Linked DNA regions of Anas platyrhynchos: region 2 is linked to region 1. The links are chromatin contacts, called in public Hi-C maps. All regions are on one chromosome and are shown on one strand. The core of a region is the stretch at or near the end of the contact, and the rest is flanking DNA. Distances in the headings are between cores, read along the strand shown.

Region 1 (3,235 bases), core at 352-2,851:
TATTTTTCTGTGTCAAAACTGTTACGCTGGCTCATTACTTTAATTCCATTCAAACTGTTTAATCTCCCCCAAAGCATCCAAGATGCAGAAGGCAACTGCAGGTTTTCCCATCAACGTGCCCATGCAGCAGAGCTGTTTAAATACTGATCAATCACAGCAGCATCGTTCCAGCATTTCATCGGTACACATCACCTCTTACTCCGGAATACACGAGCATACCACAGCCACCCCTCAGCGAGCATTTGCCCCCTAATTTATTATCTAGATCTAATCAGATCTAGCTGTATCATGACCACAATGTCACGGCAAGATGAGATGCTCACCGAACAGAGCAGTAACGCATCCCGGAAGGATGGCATTCAGCACGTATAAAAGAACCATTCCTCCACGGAGATGGTTTTAAAGCTTTGATGTGCTTACATCTGAACTTACACCGATTGCCAGGCACAAGGAGACGAACACAGGAGCAAAACGCTGCAGCGCCCTGCAATCCAGATGACGCCCCAGCACTCATTTATGACTCCTCGTTGCAAACAGCATTCCCGTGCCCCCCAAGAAGCCCACCCCAAGGAGCCCCCAGAGCCTGGAGGGCTGCTCGCATGCCTGCTGCCCACCGCCACAGCCCTCGCTACCAGGTTTTGCTCCCGGCTCCCCCCTCACGCTGCCAAACATGGCTGCATCGCCTCCTCTTTGTGGCTGGCTCTGCCTTTCCCCTTCGCCTTCTCAAACTTCTCCTACCTGCCTCCCCTGGTGATCTCCGAGCGGGGCCTGATGAAGATCCCCACTGGCCTTCTACTCGCCTTTACCAGCTCCGCTTTTCCCAGCGGGGGCTCGGCGTGAACCAGAGGCATTCCGCTTCCCACTTCTTCAACCAAGGAGCCTCTGAGCCCCAGCCGTGCCTGCTCACACCCCTGAAGCAACCCCTACAGCCCCCATAGCCCCCCTCATCTCCTATACACCCCCTCACCCCCACCCCACAACCCCCTCCCCACACCAGCTCCTCACCTACCACCCCCTCCCCAGCCCCCCTCTCACCATACCCCTCACAAACCTCTACCTGAGATCCCCCCTACCCCAAATACCGCATTCTGGTGAGGGCTGCAGCTGCTTTTTCACTTATTTTTCCACACGGTCCTCACCCCACGGGGATCTCCCCACACGAGAAAAGTTTCCACGAAGGGGTGGGGGGGGAAACGAGCCCCCCACCACAACCCCCTTCATCTCCTTACCCCTCACCACAACCCCTCTCATCCCCTTACCCCTCACCCTAGTCTTTTGACACCCCTCACCCCTCAGAAGAGCCCCGGGGGCCGCATTTTCCCCTCAGCACGGACCGTTACAGCCCCCCCCTCACTCACCCACAGCTCCGTGCCCCAGCTCATGGCTCCGCTGAGGTAAAAGGGGGGCCGCCGGGGATCTCGGCGCCCACTTCTTTAGGTTTCCTCCCTTCTGCCTTTTCCCTCTCTGTCCCCCCTCAGGGCTCTCGGTGCCCTCGGCGGAGGCGAGGAGCGGGCAGGGCCGGGCGCTGCTTCACCGCCGCTCCCGCCTCATCGCGCCGCAAAATGGCCCGGGCGGAGCGGGGCGGGGAGGGGAGGGGGGGGGTGGAGGAGGGAGGGAGGGAGGCGGGAGGGGGGCGCTTGACAGCTCGGCCGCACTGCGCAGGCGCGGCCGGGTGGGTGTGTGGGGAGGGGGGGGAGATGCGCGCACCGCGCAGGCGCACAGGCTGCGCGCCCCCGTGCCTGAGGGGGGCGGCGGGAACGCGCACCCCCCCCCCCCCCCTCCTCAAGTGCCTCAGCGCCTCTTTCCTCACTCCCCCCCTCGTGTTATTTTTATTATTTAGGCGTTATTTCTGTTTGTGTGATTGGGATGCGGGCATCCATCCCCCCCCACGTCGAGTAAAGCAGCCCCTTCAGGCAGGTTCTGCCCAAACCCAGCCCCACGCCCCAAAACCGACCCAAATCCACAAATATTAAGCCCGCCATCTGCCACCAGTGTGCTCAGCCTGCGAGCACAAAAATAATCAAATTATCTGCTTTCGCATAAACGCGGGTTGTTGTAGCAATTATGCTGGCCTTGCAGAAAACGGCTCATTTCCTCGCCGGAGAAATAAGATTTATTTTGTGCTCGTCTTCCTTTGTAACAACATTTGTTTGAGCTGTGCCACACATAATCGGATTTTACATTTTTTGCTGTTCAGCTACGAGAGATGTAAACAGGGCTTTAGATTGCTGTTTTATATTTATTGCCGCATCCGTTCATCAAAGATTTCCAGAGTGGGTACAGAAGGGAAGCACGTCTGTTCACCTGAGAGGTGTCTGCCTCCAGAGGGCCGGGATCTTTTGATGAAGGAGATAAAAATTGACCAGCTGCTGCAGGTTTTATCTCCTTTAGATCAGCGCACTTCTCCTTTCACTAGCTGGCACTCGGATATTAACTGACATCAGAAAGAATAAGAAAATAATTTAAGTGATTCCAACGTTTAGAACAACAATGAAGACAAGTTTTTATGCATATAATGGAACTGCATTTATATTTTTCCCTAGTTAGTTCAATTGGTTTGAACTTAAAAGTAGACTGCTGCTCCTCACACAGCTGTCTTTGAAGGGATGCAGAGAGCAGGCATCACTTTTATTCACCATTAAAAGTTATTACTTTTAAGAACTGACTTCATAACAACTGAGAGACACACTCTTCAACTCATTTTACAGAGTAATTCTTCCTGCTATTGCCAACATATTTAAATATTTGTGTCTGCCATGCTGCCTAAAGCACAACCGCCGTCTTCCAAGGGCTTGTCCTTCCACGCACTCTCAGAAAAGGGGTGCCAAATCCTGCTGTCCTTCCTTAGGCTTATGTCCACCCAGAACACATCACAAAACCAGACTCACGGCTTTAGGAGAGCTTAATCTATAAATACTTGAACAAAAAGAATGTACTGAGTCCAAAGGCAGAGCAGCACTAGTATCATCTGAGGCAAATTTGCTGTGGAATTTCCTTTTGCACAAAGACCTGGGAGGGGAACAAGGCAAACCTGTTACACCAGCACGGGCAGGGAAACCTGTCCACGCTGAAAGAAGATAAAAAATGCTTAACTGGTTATAGAAAGATACAGGCCAGAAATGCAAGTTTTTATTTATGACGGAACATTAGAATCAACAATACCAAAATGTATGAAAATTTATTAAAATGTGTGGACAGAAGCTCAAGACAAAAACTAAATAAAAATGAATTCCAG
Region 2 (3,235 bases), core at 465-2,964, 33 kb before region 1:
GAAGGTAATTAGAGTTTGGTCATTCACTTCAAAGAACCAGCACTGTATAGTCTAGCTTGAAGATTTTTAAGTACATTAGAAAAGACACAAAAGAAAAAAAAAGGCATCTAGTACCCAGAACACATAAAAGCCTGCTTCTGAATATATGATCTCTCTCTTCTCTAGAGTTCAATGCAAGTTTTTGGTTTAGAAGCCAAATCCTTAAAAGTTATCTAACTATAGCTCCCCTTCCTCCGTCAATGAATGCTTACCCAGCAGTAGATCATGAACGTACCTGTACTCTTCCTCTTCTTTGGAGTTCTTTTTGGGTTGATATTTCTTCGAAAGGTTCCTAAAATTAAAAACATATACAAAGTTAAATTTTAAATACCCTTTAAAATAAGTGGATAGTCTTTGCATGCACACAGTGGCACTTCAGTTTTTATTTGCACTGGCTAGGTATCTACCTTATCAGAAGTATGATCACAAAAGAAGGGGCCCCATTGTGCTTCCCTCTGCGTAACTGCAATGAATTAACAGGCTCTGAACCCAAGAAGTTCATAATTTAAAATCATAATGTCAATACACAATGCACTTGAGTCCTGGTTCTGCTGATGCACATCCCCTTTGCCCGAAAGAAACTTTTATAACCCTTTTCCTGGCCCTCAGACACACAGAGAAGCTGTAAGAAGTCCCCCCAGTAGAAGGTGCTATTCCACACACAAAGGCAGGCAGCTCACGGAAGTGCGATTTGCTGCAGGAGATGATTCTGACCCAGCAAGTTTGCCTGTCTTTTGTGGGATGCTTCCAAGGAAGAGAAACAATCCTGGTAAAGCTCTGGGAAGCTGCACTGAGATGATACAAATGGGATAATTCTGTGATCGTTAACTGATGCTGGCAGAAATGTGAAATTTGATTATTCCAATTAGCACAGACGATTACATCTCATTACTACATATGCACCTAATGATTTCATTTGAAAATATTGATATCCTTCTCCAGTGATCTTATCTCGAGCAAGGAAGTTGAACCTATCTTGGTTAGCACACCTGAGTTGTTCTATAGCTTTCATTTTTCCTGAAAAAGATGACTGCAAACCCCTAGCCAGCAGCAAATCTAGGATTTACAGGACACATGCTGTCCACCACTCAGTGCACCTTGCTGATGCTTAAAACCCAGGATGATGATGCATATTTGGACTGTAGCACAATGTAACACCATACATGATGCAAACCAGGGAGCTGCCACATCTTGCTTAGCAATTAAAACCTTTTCAGGGCTGCAGCACTGTGGTGTCTTGCATTTTAAACTCAGCCTTGTTACTCTATGCCTTCCTGCAGCCTCTGTTACCCTACAGTTAAATAGAAACCACTTGGGTTAACTTTACAGATTGTTTATCCACTGATTCCAAGTAACATTTCAGTGGTACTGATGCAATCATTGACAAAAGAACTACTAAAATTCATTGGCCTATCTATGCTATTTTTTTTGAGAATTCCCAGAATTAAGTCTTTTCTTTCTGAAAAAGCGGTTTCTTTTCAAGTAGGTGTAACCCAATCCTTGCTGCATGCTGGTTTTACTGCTAACTGGGAGACAGCAGAGCCTCTTGCCTCACTTTTCTTACTCATTTTGTTTTCCCTAAGGAATTAAGTAGCATCAGCACCAACGGAGTTCTAGCCAGAGCCCTGGCAGACTTGGACAGCCATAGACTTGGACAGTTCCTCAAAATGTAAGTATCCCTCCTGGGCGGCCCCCAGATAAACATCTCCATTCCAGCCTCTGCCTTCTCTGAAAAGAGGATGCTCTGGAACAATGAACTTTTCTCTAGTTCTGCACACAGCAGTTTCCACCAAATATCAGCACAGCAACAATTCTGCAAACTGTTCTGCCTGATTACGTGTGGATAGGAATGCCTCCACACACCTGCTTGAAGAAGAAAGAAAAAAAAAAACAGAAGGAAACACATTGAAGACTAAACTAATAAGGCATTTTCATACTCAGGATGGACATCTCCCTACTATCATGCTGCCCAAGTAATTCTGACATACAAGGCTACAGTCTACTGAACCTCTAGAGGTACAGAAATGCTACTGGGTCAGGGTAAAACAACAGCAGACAGTACGCTTTCACAGAAAACGGATTTAGAAAATATATAATAAGGAACATAGAAAATAATAAAATGTTTAACCCAGTTACTAATCCCTATAATGCACTTATAAAAATGTACATGTATATCATATTTAACAGGGTTTTTTGATTTCTGTCTCCTCTTTGTTAATCAAAAAAGTATATAGGGTTTTAACCATGACGCCCACAAAAAAAAACAGAAGTGATACAGAATCCAGAAGTGATACTTCATCCAGTAAGAGCCAATCTGACTCTCACATGTTGAAATTCAGCACCCAATTATGCAGTGTCAGGAGCAAAATATTGGCACTTCTCAGGTTCAAGCTTGAAAAGCAATGACACCTGCAAATCTAACAGCGATTAAAGCAGCAACTAACGCATAAAAACAAAAGATCAGCAATAAAATAGCAATTCTAAAAAGATTCTATGCTAGCCTGTGCACCTGCCTCTGATTCACGTTTGTTTGCCTTTCCCTCTGCATCATTTTTATGCCTTTCTAGCTTGTTTCTGTGCTCCCTCATTTTCACTTCTGACACCTCATTCTTTCACACAATTATCCATCAGAGGCTCGTGATTCTCAGAGTAATAGCTTTGGATAGCCTTCTCTCTGACCATCTCCCACTTTGCTTTAACATTTTGTTTGCTTATTTATTTTCATGATTATGCTCTTCATGCCTAAAATTCATCACCCTTAGAAATTCAGTGGGTCAAGGGTGTGATTCTTTGTAAGACAGACTTGCTCACACAGGTAATCTGCTGGGGTTTCCCAGTCTACTCATGCTCTCTTCCACCTCACTCTGCCTCTGTAACTCAATCTCTTCTCATCTCCATAGGATGTGAGCAATTTGTTCCTGCACAACTTATATTTTCTATTTCCTGCTCGTCTATATAGCAGAAACTCTGGGAAATCCTTGTGGCATTCCCCTGAGAAAGCACATAACCGTGAAGGCAGGGCTTTATCAGGTACCAGCCTCTAGCAAATAATAAGCCACTGCCCATCTCAAAAGCCATTCAAACTAAAGCATCAAAAGTTCTGAGCTAGCTTTTTTTTTTTCTTTTTCTTTTTAATAGACATTTTGCTTTAGGTATATACAGATCAGCTAGAAGCGCAGATCTCAATCTCTATAAA

The links. A called contact is a pair of places that touch in the nucleus more often than the background predicts.
Region 2: a contact with region 1 is called in a Hi-C map of subcutaneous adipose tissue, with 2.9 times the contacts expected there. The contact joins the enhancer-like site here to the promoter of FNBP1 in region 1. A contact is called at or near these places in 2 of 8 Hi-C or Micro-C datasets (skeletal muscle and subcutaneous adipose tissue).

The regions. Positions count from the first base shown.
Region 1 is chr18:10,455,191-10,458,425 of IASCAAS_PekinDuck_T2T, reverse strand. FNBP1 (formin binding protein 1) reads right to left here and starts at 1,601. Exons shown (of 16, transcript XM_072025174.1): 1 at 1,359-1,601. The coding sequence starts at 1,382. LOC110351605 (a long non-coding RNA gene) reads right to left here. Exons shown (of 2, transcript XR_002399242.4): 2 at 2,043-3,009.
Region 2 is chr18:10,488,535-10,491,769 of IASCAAS_PekinDuck_T2T, reverse strand. It overlaps FNBP1 (formin binding protein 1), which reads right to left. Exons shown (of 16, transcript XM_072025174.1): 3 at 275-331. Among named protein-coding and RNA genes, the nearest start is that of FNBP1, 33 kb to the right of the region's middle. Within about 2 kb of position 1,714, at least 1 of the 8 cell types and tissues checked has an H3K27ac peak or open chromatin away from gene starts, as enhancers often do. A contact at or near this core is called in subcutaneous adipose tissue, where this site is marked.